3 separate regions of the Pan troglodytes genome follow, and all the other regions are linked to region 2. The links are chromatin contacts, called in public HiChIP or PLAC-seq maps. All regions are on one chromosome and are shown on one strand. Each heading gives the region's core, a stretch centred on a gene start, on an enhancer-like site or on the middle of the called end of the contact. The rest is flanking DNA. Distances are from core to core; before and after follow the strand shown. Region 1 holds the start of CNTFR (ciliary neurotrophic factor receptor). Region 2 holds the start of NUDT2 (nudix hydrolase 2). Region 3 holds the start of RPP25L (ribonuclease P/MRP subunit p25 like).

What was found. HiChIP or PLAC-seq counts read pairs in DNA pulled down with a chosen protein or histone mark.
Region 1: a contact with region 2 is called in an H3K4me3 HiChIP or PLAC-seq map of stem cell-derived excitatory neurons, with 4 times the contacts expected there. The contact joins the promoter of CNTFR here to the promoter of NUDT2 in region 2. A contact is called at or near these places in 3 of 7 Hi-C or Micro-C datasets (blood, induced pluripotent stem cells and stem cell-derived neural progenitor cells) and 1 of 1 datasets of contacts at active chromatin or transcription factors (stem cell-derived excitatory neurons).
Region 3: an H3K4me3 HiChIP or PLAC-seq map of stem cell-derived excitatory neurons shows a contact between it and region 2, with 5 times the contacts expected there. The contact joins the promoter of RPP25L here to the promoter of NUDT2 in region 2. A contact is called at or near these places in 2 of 7 Hi-C or Micro-C datasets (blood and stem cell-derived neural progenitor cells) and 1 of 1 datasets of contacts at active chromatin or transcription factors (stem cell-derived excitatory neurons).

Annotation. Positions count from the first base shown.
Region 1 is chr11:81,405,016-81,409,218 of NHGRI_mPanTro3-v2.0_pri, forward strand. CNTFR (ciliary neurotrophic factor receptor) reads left to right here and starts at 2,877. Exons shown (of 10, transcript XM_016960773.4): 1 at 2,877-3,002.
Region 2 is chr11:81,666,924-81,671,167 of NHGRI_mPanTro3-v2.0_pri, forward strand. It overlaps NUDT2 (nudix hydrolase 2), which reads right to left and starts at 2,254. Exons shown (of 4, transcript XM_001160435.7): 1 at 2,058-2,254. It overlaps KIF24 (kinesin family member 24), which reads left to right and starts at 2,342. Exons shown (of 13, transcript XM_003312047.7): 1 at 2,342-2,551.
Region 3 is chr11:81,384,397-81,388,634 of NHGRI_mPanTro3-v2.0_pri, forward strand. It overlaps RPP25L (ribonuclease P/MRP subunit p25 like), which reads left to right and starts at 1,665. Exons shown (of 2, transcript XM_001161736.5): 1 at 1,665-1,760; 2 at 2,492-3,329. The coding sequence starts at 2,528. The coding sequence ends at 3,019. It overlaps DCTN3 (dynactin subunit 3), which reads left to right. Exons shown (of 6, transcript XM_009456523.3): 6 at 1-273. The coding sequence ends at 42.

The sequences.
Region 1 (4,203 bases), core at 1,627-4,126, 260 kb before region 2:
TGGAGCCTCCGCGAGGCCGAGCTGTTCCCGGGCCCCGGCCAAGCCGCCCCGGGCGCTGGCACTGTGTGAGGAAGCAGGCGGGGTGATGGGGAGTGAGGGCGGGGGCTTGAGGGCGTTTACGTAACTGCCTCCTGGAGCCCGCCCCAACCCGCCAAACCCCAGTGTGACTGAGAGCGTGTGTGACTCTGTGTGTGCCTGTGTGACACTCAGTGTGACCGAGTTCATGGCTGTGTGTGTAACTGTGTCTATGTGTGGGTATGGTGTGTGTGACTCAGGGACTCTCCTACTCTTTTGGGACCTCTAGTTCCTAGCCCAAGCTGGGGACCCTGACTCTCAGTGTACCATAGTGAAGTTGAATATACACCTTTTACTGTTTGAGATTGGGTGTGTGACTTTATGTGACCATGTGTTTGGCATTTGTAATACAGAGAGCCTGTGTGTGAGAGTGTGTGTGTTTGTAACTTTGGAGAGCCAGGTGTGTGCTGCAGGGAGAAACTTTCTGATGGTATTGCAAGTTAGAAACCAGCACCGTTTCCTAAAGGAGCACTGGAAAGGTAGACCATAGGGGATGGGGAGGGAGCTCTCCTTCCTCGGAGACATGTCAGTAAGAATAAGGAAGGGTCTTTGCTTGCCCAAAGGCTTGGAATGGCACAATTGATCCCTTGGTGTGTGTGTGGGGTGGTCCAAGTTTAGGTCACCTGCCAGGGTGGAGGGTGGTGTCAGAAATCCTGGCCATAGAGCCCCTTTCATGGTAGAGAACTCCAGGAACTGAAAGTCAATGAGGAACTTCCCCTATTTCCCCAGGCCCAAATGTGAGATCCCCATCACGTGCAGGGCACAAGGGATCTGGCCTGGGGGTGTTACTTCCAGCCACTCCATCATGGGCAAGGTAGATGGTGAAGATTGGAAAGGCAGTGAATTCTTGGAGATGGAGTTGGGGAGAGGATGTCAGTGAAGTGGGGTTTGGCTTAAGGATAAGTGACATGACACAGAAGGGGGCTGGCGCAGAGCTGGGGAGGCCGGGAATAGGGGCGCTTAATAAAGGTGGAGAGGAGGCAGGGCCAGATCCTGCAGGGCTTTGAAGCCCCACCTAAGAAACTCAACTTTGTCCCCAAGGCGGTGGGGAGGGCTCAGCACTGAGGCTTACAAGCTCAAAGGCTACTGTGTAGGTAGGGCATCAGAGGCGGCAGGAGCGGAAACCACTACTAGTCTGTTGACCCAGCTCTGGGGGGAGGAAAATTGGTTGTGAGCCGGGTGGCGGCTGTGTGGAGAGGTGGCAGCACCCGGTGTTCAGTAGGTGGCCGAGGCCTCAGCGCGGAGCAGGAGCAGCAGCCAGAAGGGAACGCACGTCCCGCACCGTCCGCCAGGTGTCGCTTCGGCCCCGGGGAAGCGCTCGAGGCCGCTGGGTCCCGCGCCGGGAGGAGCTGCTGACCTACTGACGCCTGGACAGAGGTCCGACGTGCGCCTCTTCCCTTCCTTTATCTTCTGACATCCACACATCCACTTCCAGGACCCCGGACTCCCAGTGCGGATCTTGTCCCCGCAGCCGTGGACTGCTGCTCTGCCGACAGCAGCCTCTGCGTCCCCGGGGGCCGAGGGGGACGTTGGACCGGGACAGAATTCCCGACTGCTCCCAACCTGGCAGAAAGAGGCTGAGCCAGGGACACCAGGGCATCTGGAGGTCAAGTCCGTTCCCCAAACCACTCGCCAATTTTCACCCCGTCCGCCCCTCCCCGGCCGGATTAGAGCGCCGAGGCCGGTCAGCCCCCTGGGGAGGAGCGGCCCCCGGTGTACCGAACCTTGCCAGGGCCTAGAGCTTCGCCGCAGGGGCAGGGGCAAGTCCTGCTCCCCTCAAGATCCCGTCGCAACGCCCCCTTCCTTCCCCGCGTCCACAGTCTAATCCCGGTCTGCGGCACGGGAAGCAGGAGGCCGGCGGCCCAGAGAGCCCGGGGAGAGGACACCTTGTGTGGGCGGCTGTGCGCTGGCCCTCAGCGGGGCGCAGCTAGTTTGCTGTGTGTCCTGAAGTCCTAGCTGGCCGTCTCTGAGCTCCAGCCCATGCCGACCCCTGCCAGTTGTAGGAAGGGGATTCTGTGGCCACGGAAGTGAAAGTGAAAAGCCCAGGCCGTGGCGGGAAGAAGGATTTTCCTCTGCAGTGGGAGTCCCTGAGGCATTTGTTGGGAAAGGGCCCGGGCGCTCTAGGCAGCCTATTGGGGAAGGATGTGAGGAAACAGCGAGACATTTCCCTCCCTTCTCCTCGCCCTCAGCCCTAGAGCAGCTCCCCGGAGGGGCAGGGCCCAGGATTATGGGCCAAGGGTCAGGTGAAAAATCCAAGGGGTGGAGACGGGGGTGGCTTTCTCGGTCTCTGCCTCTACCATTGCCACTCCATTGCGCTTTCACGTGGCCTCAGAAGTTGGTCAGGTTGTCTAACCTTACTCTCCTATGTTGCAGCCAGACCGGAGGCCCAGGGACGAGTGCAGTGAACACCCCGGCCCCTCAGAGGCCCAGGCTGCGAAGGGAGTGAGCCTCCTATCGAGGGGTGCGCCTGTGCCCGGCATTGAGAGTGCACCCTCCCTACCCCTTCATTCCAGTGGAGGCTTCTCCCCCGGCTGTGTGTCCTCGGGGCGCGAGGAACATGCGAGTAGTGGTGTTGGTGTCATCGGAGACACTGGAGGCATGGGCCTGGGCTCCCGGCAGGGTCCATCCCCGGTCAAGGAAGCCCCTTTCCCCCGCGCGAGGGGGTGACCGGGAGGGGAGTCGTTGCGGGGGGCAGTAGCAATAGGGGAGAGGCGGAGCCGGCTGGCTTCTTCTGCCCAAAGTGGGGGTTGGGGGTTCTGGCTCGCGTTCCTCTCACGGCGACGCCGGAGGGAGGACCCCGAGAGTTGGCCCGGGGTGTGCCAGGGAGTCGGTGCGAGGCCGTCAGGGCCTGAACGTGCGGGAGTGTGCGCAGGAGAGACCTGGCTAAGGCCGAGAGGGAGAGTGAGTGTGAAGGAGCGATCCCGGGGGTGAGTGCGCGCCCAGCCGCCCTAGGGGAGCGGGCGGAGTGGGTGTGTGTGTGTGTGTGTGTGTGTGCGCGCGCGCGCGTTTGCGAGACCCGCGGCCGGGGCTGCGCGTGAAGCACGGGGACCACAGCCGTCTTGAGGGCGCGCCCGAGAAAGGGTGAACGCGAGGGGGCCACGCATGCCAGTGCGGACGAGTGTGCCAGCGGGGGGGCAGAGCGCGTGCCAGTGCTGGGCGAGTGGGAGTGGGGGCTCACAGGCCCGCGCAGGGCGAGCGGACCGCGTGTGCCAGGAGCGAGAGCGTGCCAAGGCGGGGGCGCGCGGGGCCCGTGGCGGGGAGGGGTCGTGGCGCGCGGCCGCGGAGGCGCGGGGAGACAAGGCAAGAGGGGGAGGGGAGCGAGGGCGCGCGCGGCCGAGCGGGCGCCCGCGGTCACATGGGCGAGAGAAGGAGGGAGGGAGCGCGCGAGGGAGGGAGGAGGATGGGGGGGTTAAAGCCGCCGAGCGCCGAAGAGCCGGTGCAGAGCGGGCGGCGGCGGCAGCGGCAGCGGCAGCGGAGGCGGCGGCTCCAGCCGGCGCGGCGCGAGGCTCGGCGGTGGGATCCGGCGGGCGGTGCTAGCTCCGCGCTCCCTGCCTCGCTCGCTGCCGGGGGCGGTCGGAAGGCGCGGCGCGAAGCCCGGGTGGCCCGAGGGCGCGGTGAGTACCCTGCGGCGGAGTGCGCGCGGCCGGAACCTCAGACCCGGGCTGACCAGCAGACCGGCGGCCCTCATGCGCGCGGGAAGAGTGAGGGGACACCCGTGGGCCCACGGACGGGGGCGACAGGAAAGTTCACGAGAAACTTTGCCTGCAAACTCGGGGGCGGGGGCGCTGGAGAAGCGGCCCCCTACGTCCGGGCGCTCCGGGGGTTGGGCGTGGTGGTGGTGGTGGGGCCGACTGTGGACTAGAGGGAGGTGGCTCCGGCGGTTTGTCCTAGTGTCCCTGTTCTCCCCACCCCTCAGCTGCACGCGCGGGGTCTGGAAAAATTCCTGGGTTTGGGGGGGTTCGTAGTGGCCTTTGCGCGCCCAAAGGTGGCTTCTTTCTCGGGCAGAAATCTGGACTTCAAAGCGCCCGGGGATGCGAACCGACGGTTGCGCGTCTGCCAGTGCATGTGTGTCCGTGTGAATCCGCGCGCCCGCGCGCGCGTGTGTGTGTGCATGTGTGTGTGTCGGTC
Region 2 (4,244 bases), core at 1,004-3,503:
CCTTCTCTACCAAGACCACGGTGAAAATTTTCTATTAGAGCAAGATATTGCTCCTACCATAGGTACCTCTGCAGCTCACATTCCCTCCAATTTAGGTAGGTCAAGCTGTCCAACCTGCCCCTGCATCTGTCTGGTATTCCAAGCATTTTCATCCTCCTTTAGTCAGAAACACAGAAAAGCATGGCTGTCTATGCAGTCAGAAAGGCCTAGCTATTGAAGTTAATAGCGCAAGATACTTAGAGCAAGATACTTAACTTCCTCGTTTGTAAAATGAAGTTAACACCTACTTTGCATGGTTGTTGAGTTTATAAATGATATATATAGAGGGTCTGACATTATCAGAGGTACTAAATATATGAGTTACTGTTACCCGTGTGTCATAAAAGATCATCAGAAAGCTTCTCTGTTTTAAAGAAATGACTTTTCATCTTGTCTGTTAAACTGCTCAACACTGTTCACCACAGTATATATATTCCTTATAAGGTCCCACAGCATAAATTCCTTTTAATATAGAAACTAGAAAAATAATTTATCTTTTGAAGAATGGATTTGTTTCCTTATTAGTAAGAATTACCTTTTTTCCCTTAACTGACTAATTTTGGGCAAAATTGGGTACTCAGTTACAAAAAGTACACCAACGCACTGACTAGCGTTATTTGCCTGTTCTTATTATAAGAATAATAGCTACCTTTTTTTTTTTTTTTGAGACAGAGTCTCGCTCTGTCGCCCAGGCTGGAGTGCAGTGGTGCGATCTCTGCTCTCTGCAAACTCCGCCTCCCGGGTTCGTGCCATTCTCCTGCCTCAGCCTCCCGAGTAGCTGGGACCACAGGCGCCCGCCACCACGCCCGGCTAATTTTTTGTGTTTTTAGTAGGGACGGGGTTTCACCGTGTCAGCCAGGATGGTCTCGATCTCCTGACCTCGTGATCCGCCCGCCTCGGCCTCCCAAAGTGCTAGGATTACAGGCGTGAGCCACCGCGCCCGGCCGCTACCATTTTTTAAGAAGTTACTACTCGCCAGGCGTTGTGTCAAGTGCTTTACCTTCATTATTTCACTTAATCTTCACAACAACCCGCTGAGGCATTACTGCCATTTTTCAGAAGAGTAGAAAGGGAACTATAGCTCAGAGATGTCTGGGTAAGTGACTCAAACGTAGGTCTGCCTGACTCCTAACATCAATGATCTTAACCTTAACTCTATAATAGCGTTTTACATTTGACAATTTGATTGCATTCAGTTTTTGTTTTGTTTTTGAGACGGAGTCTCGCTCTGTCGCCCAGGCTGGAGTGCAGTGGCGCGACCTCCGCTCCCTGCAAGCTCCGCCTCCTGGGTTCATGCCATTCTCCTGCCTCAGCCTCCCGAGTAGCAGGGACTATACGTGCCCGCCACGACGCCTGGCTAATTTTTGTATTTTGTTTAGTAGAGACGGGGTTTCACCGTGTTAGCCAGGATGGTCTCGATCTCCTGACCTCGTGATCCGCCCGCCTTGGCCTCCCAAAATGCTGGGATTACAGGCGTGAGCCACCGCACCCGGCCTGCATTGTTTACGCTGTCCCTTTTTTGTTTGTTTGTTTAAGGCGGTGGGGCTCTTGTTCGACTTCCTTTACTTCTGCTATAACTGCCACGATATTATCCATTCAATAACTGAAGCAATTAGAAAACATAAAATCTCTTTTGGAAAGCAGGCGGGGTTTAATGGGTAGCAACAAGTGAAACTGAGGCCCAGGGAGGGGAAGGTTCGGCGCCCGGGCCTCTGGGCTCTAAACCTGGACCTCTCCCGCCTCTGGGATTTGGACGACCCACCCTATCCCCACTCGGACGGGGACAAGCAAGGCTCACAGAGTCAGGGAACCTCCCTTCTCCCGGTGCAGACAGGAAAACTGAGGTCCTGAGAGCGGATGGGACCTGGCCTGCCCACACCTCACTGCCAACTTAGAGGAGGGCGCATCCATCTCGGGCCCTGCAGCGACCAGAGGTTTGCCAGAGGCAGATTCCCATCGCTCCAAGGCTCATTTCCTCCACTGAGAACTAAAATCAAGTGGGCCCTAAGGGTACTCACCCGAAGCAGAAGGAGGTAGGAGGCGGACCTTGGACGGAAACTGAAGTACACCGGCCAATCAGAAGAGCCTGGTTACGCTTGGGCCCATCAATAGAATTCGGCAGAAGGATCTTCGACCCGCCTCAAAGGTGCGCGTCTCACACTGAAACGTCGCGAGATCTTCCCTCAAGCGGAACGATTGGCTGAGGGTCGGAAATTGAGAGTTACGCCCACGGTTTCTTCAGACCTCTGATTGGTCTTCCAGAGGAGAAGTCAACGAACGTCAACCGATTCCTTGGATGCCCATTGGTGGGCGGTGCGGGACTGGCGACGCGCGGGCCACAGCGCGGGCGTTCGAACTGGCGCTTGGCGGTGTTGCCATGGAGATACGGCCTGGCCGCCGCCGGTGGCTCCCGGGTTGACGGGACTGTTAGGTTGCGGGCTTTGGGGCTCACTCCCGACGGCATTGTCTTCTCCTCTTCTCAGACAGGGCAGACCGAGGAGTTTGGACCGAGGTGAGAAAGGGCGGGGAGAATAGAAAAGGGGTAGGTCTGGTCCGGAACCGTAGCGCCTGCCCGCGGACACGGGTGCGCGTGACGTCGGCTGAGCGCGGGAGGAAACTGGCAGTTGTGAGGGAACCGAGAGTTGGCCCCTCTTGGCTCTTCCTAAAGTTCACCTACTTTCCTATCTTTCATCCCCATATCTCTGCCTTTTCTTCAGCAATTATCTTGAACGCCACTTCTCTCACTTTGGGAGACTAAACTCTTGAGTCCCAAAGTCTTCTTGCTTTTGAACCTATAAGCCTGACCGGCACCTCTTTTAGGGCATTTCTATTCGCCCTTGGGTTGTTTACTTCCGGGAAGCCCGTTCGCTTCCCTTTTCCCATAAAATTTTGAAGCCTTTGAGGTAAGGCAAGCATCGTTCACAATGTCTTGCACATAGTAGATTTTCAGGAAATATTTGTTGAGTTGAATTTAATTTACAAGAAATAGATTGGATTCCTCTTCATGCCCTGCCTTGTCTCTCTGCTTCAGAGACGATTTTTTATTTCGAGGCTAGGGGGAGGCCACCCTAATCTTCAATGCAAAAGGACCTAAAAGTCCACACACAGTCCACGGCTGGCCTTTCTACTCTTTGTGAAAGGCTACACTTTTTTGGATTGGTTGCTGCAACTCTTCCTGCATCTGTGGCTTTTAGCCTTGGTCTCCCAATAATTTTATTAGACTCCTTTTAGTCTTTGCTTAAAATAAACCATTCTGTTGCTGTATGCCAAGATAATTTATCTCCCTTTAGCTTCTTAGTGACCGGCAGATATTGTCACATTTTAAGTGTGCTTTGGAAAATGTTTTAAAGCATCTTCTTTGTACTTGTATTCTACAAGTAGAGAGCCTTTGTAGTCTATTGAAGTGCATGTAACAGCTGCTCAGGTGAACTCCATCTATTCATCAGGTGTCTATGATAGAATTGCGTTCCTAAGACTGTTTCGTTGTTAACTCATGGATTATATATTCACAGCCTGATTGTTGGTGTGATTGCTCCTTATATCAAATTCATAGCTCACTGGTGGCCTTAATAAAACGAGTGAAAAAGTTCAGTACTGCAGCTATGTTCTTGTTACCCTTTTATAAAAGTTCGAAACACTACCTTATAGCTGTGACATGTAGTGGAAACCCACTACATGTGGGTTTGGCTTTGGCTCTGTCTCTGTCTCTAATTCACTGTGGGTGGCTTTGCAAGTCATTTAGTCCATTTGTTATTATTATTATTATTTTTATTTTTATTAGAGAAAATGTCTTGCTCTGTCACCCAGGCTGTAGTGCACTAGCATGATAATAGCTCACCGCAGCCTTGAACGCCTGAATCTAGCCCCTTTGGACCTCATTTTTTCCATCTGGAAAATCAAAGAATTGAATTAGATTAAAATTCCTGTGGCTCTACTCTCAAGTCAAGTAGTTGATGTCAGGTAGACCACACACTCTCAGCCTTCCAAAGACCATACAGACTTTTTTTTTAGCTGCTGAAAGTAGTAGTTACCATTTATTGAGTGTTCACCCCATACAAAGCACTGTATCCAGGGCTTTATATACATATTACATTTTTCTTAGTGTAGCACATTACTGCTAAGATAGCATTTTATTTAAAATTTGTGGTTTTATATTGTTAATGAAAATCTTTAGTTATTCAGAGTGTGTCCTTGGGGCAACCTAA
Region 3 (4,238 bases), core at 415-2,914, 280 kb before region 2:
CAGCTAGAGGCCGCCACGCAAGTGAAGCCAGCAGAGGAGTGATAGCTGCTCCCCATCCCAAAGTGGGCCTGGGCAGTCAGGCTCCAGGGCCCTATGCCAACCTGCCTTTGTTACAAGGCAGAGGAAGCTTTGTATTTATTGGCTTCAAGGCCCACCTCTCTGTACTCTGGGCTCTAAAGTTGGAGGTCAGGTTACCTGAGGTTTGCAATTTGCAACACCCACCCTCCCCCCAATCAGTGTTCTTATTTCAGTGACAATAAACCATAGAGATGACTGGAGGAGTGTGCTGGCTTCTTGGTCTAGGATGGAGGTGGTAGGGGGCAGAGGTGTCAGCCTGCCTAATCGTTTGACTGGGAAGTAAACTCATCCTGGTCTGGCTTTCTGGCAGGTGTAGAGCTCTCAAGATGAAGGCTCTCATTTGATTGTGTGAATAGGATATTCCTTTATGTATCCATTTATCCCACATTTACCAATAAGAGACCTCCAAATGTCAGATGATGGGAGTAGATAGGGCTAATCCCTGCCCTGCACGGGCTAGCAGGATAGACAGTAAAGGAAAAGGGCAGTCCTATCAGGTGGACACAGAAGAAAAAAGGGACTGAAGGGACCTGGTAAGTGATATCCAGGGACTTTCAGAGCCAAGGGAGCAGCATGTGCAAAGGCCTTTAAATTTCTCTCTTGGGAGCCTACCTGCTGCCACGAGCCGAGAAGGGCAGCCTAAGAGGTTTGGATGCAGGAAGTTTTGGTCCTGGGGAGGGGAAGTTGGGAAGTAGGGGCGCTGGGGCAAGCATGTTGAGAAACATTTTGGCACCGTAGTCCACCAAATGTTTGCTGCCCCCTTGTGGTCTCAGGGAGTGCTCTGGCTCCAGACCCTTTTTCCAACGGCCCACTGGCCGCCCCGCCTTTGCGACCTCTCCGGCACCTCAAATTCAGCGTGTCCAAACCGCTCTGAAATCTGGGAGTCACCCTAGATCGGAATTTCCTACTTCTCCGTCCAAACAGTGGCCAACTCGTCACTGAACCTACTAGTATCTCCCAACTTAATCTTTTTTCCATTCCCACTGCGATTTCTCTGGTTCATTAATGTAACAAATCATTTAACAAATATTGAGCGCTGGTCATACGCCAGGCACCATACTAGGCTCCGTGGGCACCCCCGCCCCCTCAGCCCCCAGACTCCGCGGCAGGTGTCGTCAGGGGCTGTGGCCCGATTTCCCCACCACTCCCTCCTCGGCTCCCTGCACAAGATCTGGTTCGACTGGCCCCTGGAAAACCCGGAAAACCCCCGTGGTCCGCCAGCGCCCACAGGATGAGGTCGAAGCTCAGAAGTCGGTAACTAAGGCTCTCGCCCATGCAACAGCAGCCACTACAAACTGAAGCCTTTGTTCGCACCCACGGTGAAACCCACAGCTCCCCGTTTGCTCAACAGCTAACGCCAGCCCTCCCATCTTCTAAGGGCCAGATCCCCCTCCTTCAGACGCAGGACTTCCCCGACGGCCGCTCCTTTCTACCGCAGGGAACTGTCCTGCCTCCCTCCGGGGCGTAACAGCGGAGGCTGCGCTCGTGTTCCCATCCCCACTGGGACTGGTCCGGGGCGCTCTGGCCAGCGGGTTGTTTCCGCGGCGGAGATGCCTCGGGGCCCGTCCTTCACGCCCCGCCCCTCACGCCCCGCCCCCTCGGGGCGTGCGCGGCCCCGCGGCCTTAGTGCGCTCCGGGCCCGCGCGCCATCTTGGCTCCGGATCGTGCGTGAGGCGGCTTCGGTGAGAGCCGGAACCGGGCGGGCAGAGGGGCGCTCGTAGGGTGGGGGGACGCCTGTGGCTTGGCTGCAGCGGCCGGCAAGACCCTGGAAGAGACTGTGGCTATGGAAACGGCCAAGGCTGTCTTGGAATATCCTGAGCAGCCCTCCGAGTCGAGCCTCTGCCCCCGAGTTTCTGAGTGACCTGGGTTGATATAGATTGACCCTGGTAATCTCTGGGAGAGGGGGTCCGTTCTGTTTGGGGGCAGCACTGGATAAGGGTTCTTGGCTGTTTCCCGGGGGGCCTGGGGCGAAGGGCCTTGTCCCTGTCCTTGTAGAGCCCCAAGTGAGGAGCGCTCTCTATTGGTATTAGTCTGGGGTGAGGGTTCCAGGCCCTGTTCCAAGGAGTCCAGGATAAGGGGGGCTAAGCCCCAGTCCTGGAGAGTTTAGGATGAGGGGGCCTGGCACTTTCCCAAAGAGCTCAGTGTTTGGGGAATGTGATCCTGCCTCTTGGACTCCAGGATTGGAGGTGAGGGTGTTATGGCCCTTGTAGAGGAACGGGGTGTATGGGGTACAGCCCTTTCCCAGACTGCGGCAGGCATGGACCTTGTCACGAGATGCTAAGGACGAGGGGACATGATCCTGTTTCTGGGAAGTCTGGAACGGGGAGCAGGGCCGTATCCTGGATGGAGATAGGGGATGGTGGACAGTGACTTGGGGCACATTGCTTAGCACTTACCTGATGCTTCCCTGCAGTGGGCAGCGAGAGTCACAGACAAGACAGCAAGCAGGATGGAGCACTACCGGAAAGCTGGCTCTGTAGAGCTCCCAGCGCCTTCCCCAATGCCCCAGCTACCTCCTGATACCCTTGAGATGCGGGTCCGAGATGGCAGCAAAATTCGCAACCTGCTGGGGTTGGCTCTGGGTCGGTTGGAGGGCGGCAGTGCACGGCATGTAGTGTTCTCAGGTTCTGGCAGGGCTGCAGGAAAGGCTGTCAGCTGCGCTGAGATTGTCAAGCGGCGGGTCCCAGGCCTGCACCAGCTCACCAAGCTACGTTTCCTTCAGACTGAGGACAGCTGGGTCCCAGCCTCACCTGACACAGGGCTAGACCCCCTCACAGTGCGCCGCCATGTGCCTGCAGTGTGGGTGCTGCTCAGCCGGGACCCCCTGGACCCCAATGAGTGTGGTTACCAACCCCCAGGAGCACCCCCTGGCCTGGGTTCCATGCCCAGCTCCAGCTGTGGCCCTCGTTCCCGAAGAAGGGCTCGAGACACCCGATCGTGAAGACCTGCTGAGCCAGCCTGTTCTCCGGGCCTGAATGTCTGGGGTGCTTGTGCCTTTTCTGAGAAGCGCTGTGACTGCTCAACATCCCCATCAAGGTTTGAGTCCACAAAAGTGGACCTCCCTATCATGCTTCCCCTTCCCTCTAGCATGTGGGAAGGGACTGCTGTGAAGAATGACAGATGTGGGGCCTCTGCCAAGTTCTGCATTGCTAAATAAGGGCTTCCTCTGCCTTCTACCTACAGTACATCTGAACTGCCTTCTGAAAGAGGTCCAGGGAGGGATTTAGGAAATAAAGTTTCTACCTATTTGATGAGCCTCTACTCAGCCTGCTATGTGGAGTGGGATTAAAGAAATGGGAGTCCCTGCCCTTACCCCGGGGGGCTGATCGGGTGAAGACAGAGGAAGAGTAGTAGGCTCAGGCCGGTGCTGGGAGAATGTAGTGTCTACAAGAAGCCTCAGTCAGTACTGAATATATCTAATTCCCTGGATAGTTATTTGTCCCTGCTTTGGCCTGGTTTAGGAACACTGCCAGGTCAGACATTTCTCTCCATCTGCAGCATACAGTATAGTATAGTGGTTGTGAGCATGGACTCTGGTACCAACCTGCCTGGGTTTCAATCCTGGTCTGCCACTTATTAGCAAGTTACTGCTCTGTGCCTTAGTGGTCTTATCCATAAAACAGGAATATGATAGTGTTTATCACATAGGATTGTTATGAGATTACATAAGGAAATATACATATATGACATTTAGATACCACGCTGGCACATAGTGCTATTAAGTGTTAATTGCTATTATCGTTATTAATAACTCACCTATCCCAAATGCAACAACTGTCTCACACCTCCTTCCCTCCAGCTTCCTTGCCCCAATCTCAGCTATGGAGCTGGACTCCTGCTTTGAAGAGACAGAGGCCTTTCGAACTCCCTCATGCTCCACCTTCACCTCCAGACCTGTCTGTATACACATTTATCCTCAACTCCACTAGTTTGCAAACATGCTTTTTCCTATCTTAGAATCATATCTTTGGGTTGGGCACAGTGGCTGATGCCTGTAATCCCAGCACTTTGGGAGGCTGAGGCAGGAGGATTGCTTGATCCCAGGAGCTGGAGACCAGCCTGGGCAACATAGTAGGGAGACCCTGTCTCTACAAAAACATCTAAAAATTAGCTAGGCATAGTGGTGTGCACCTTTAGTCCCAGCTACTTGGGAGGCTGAG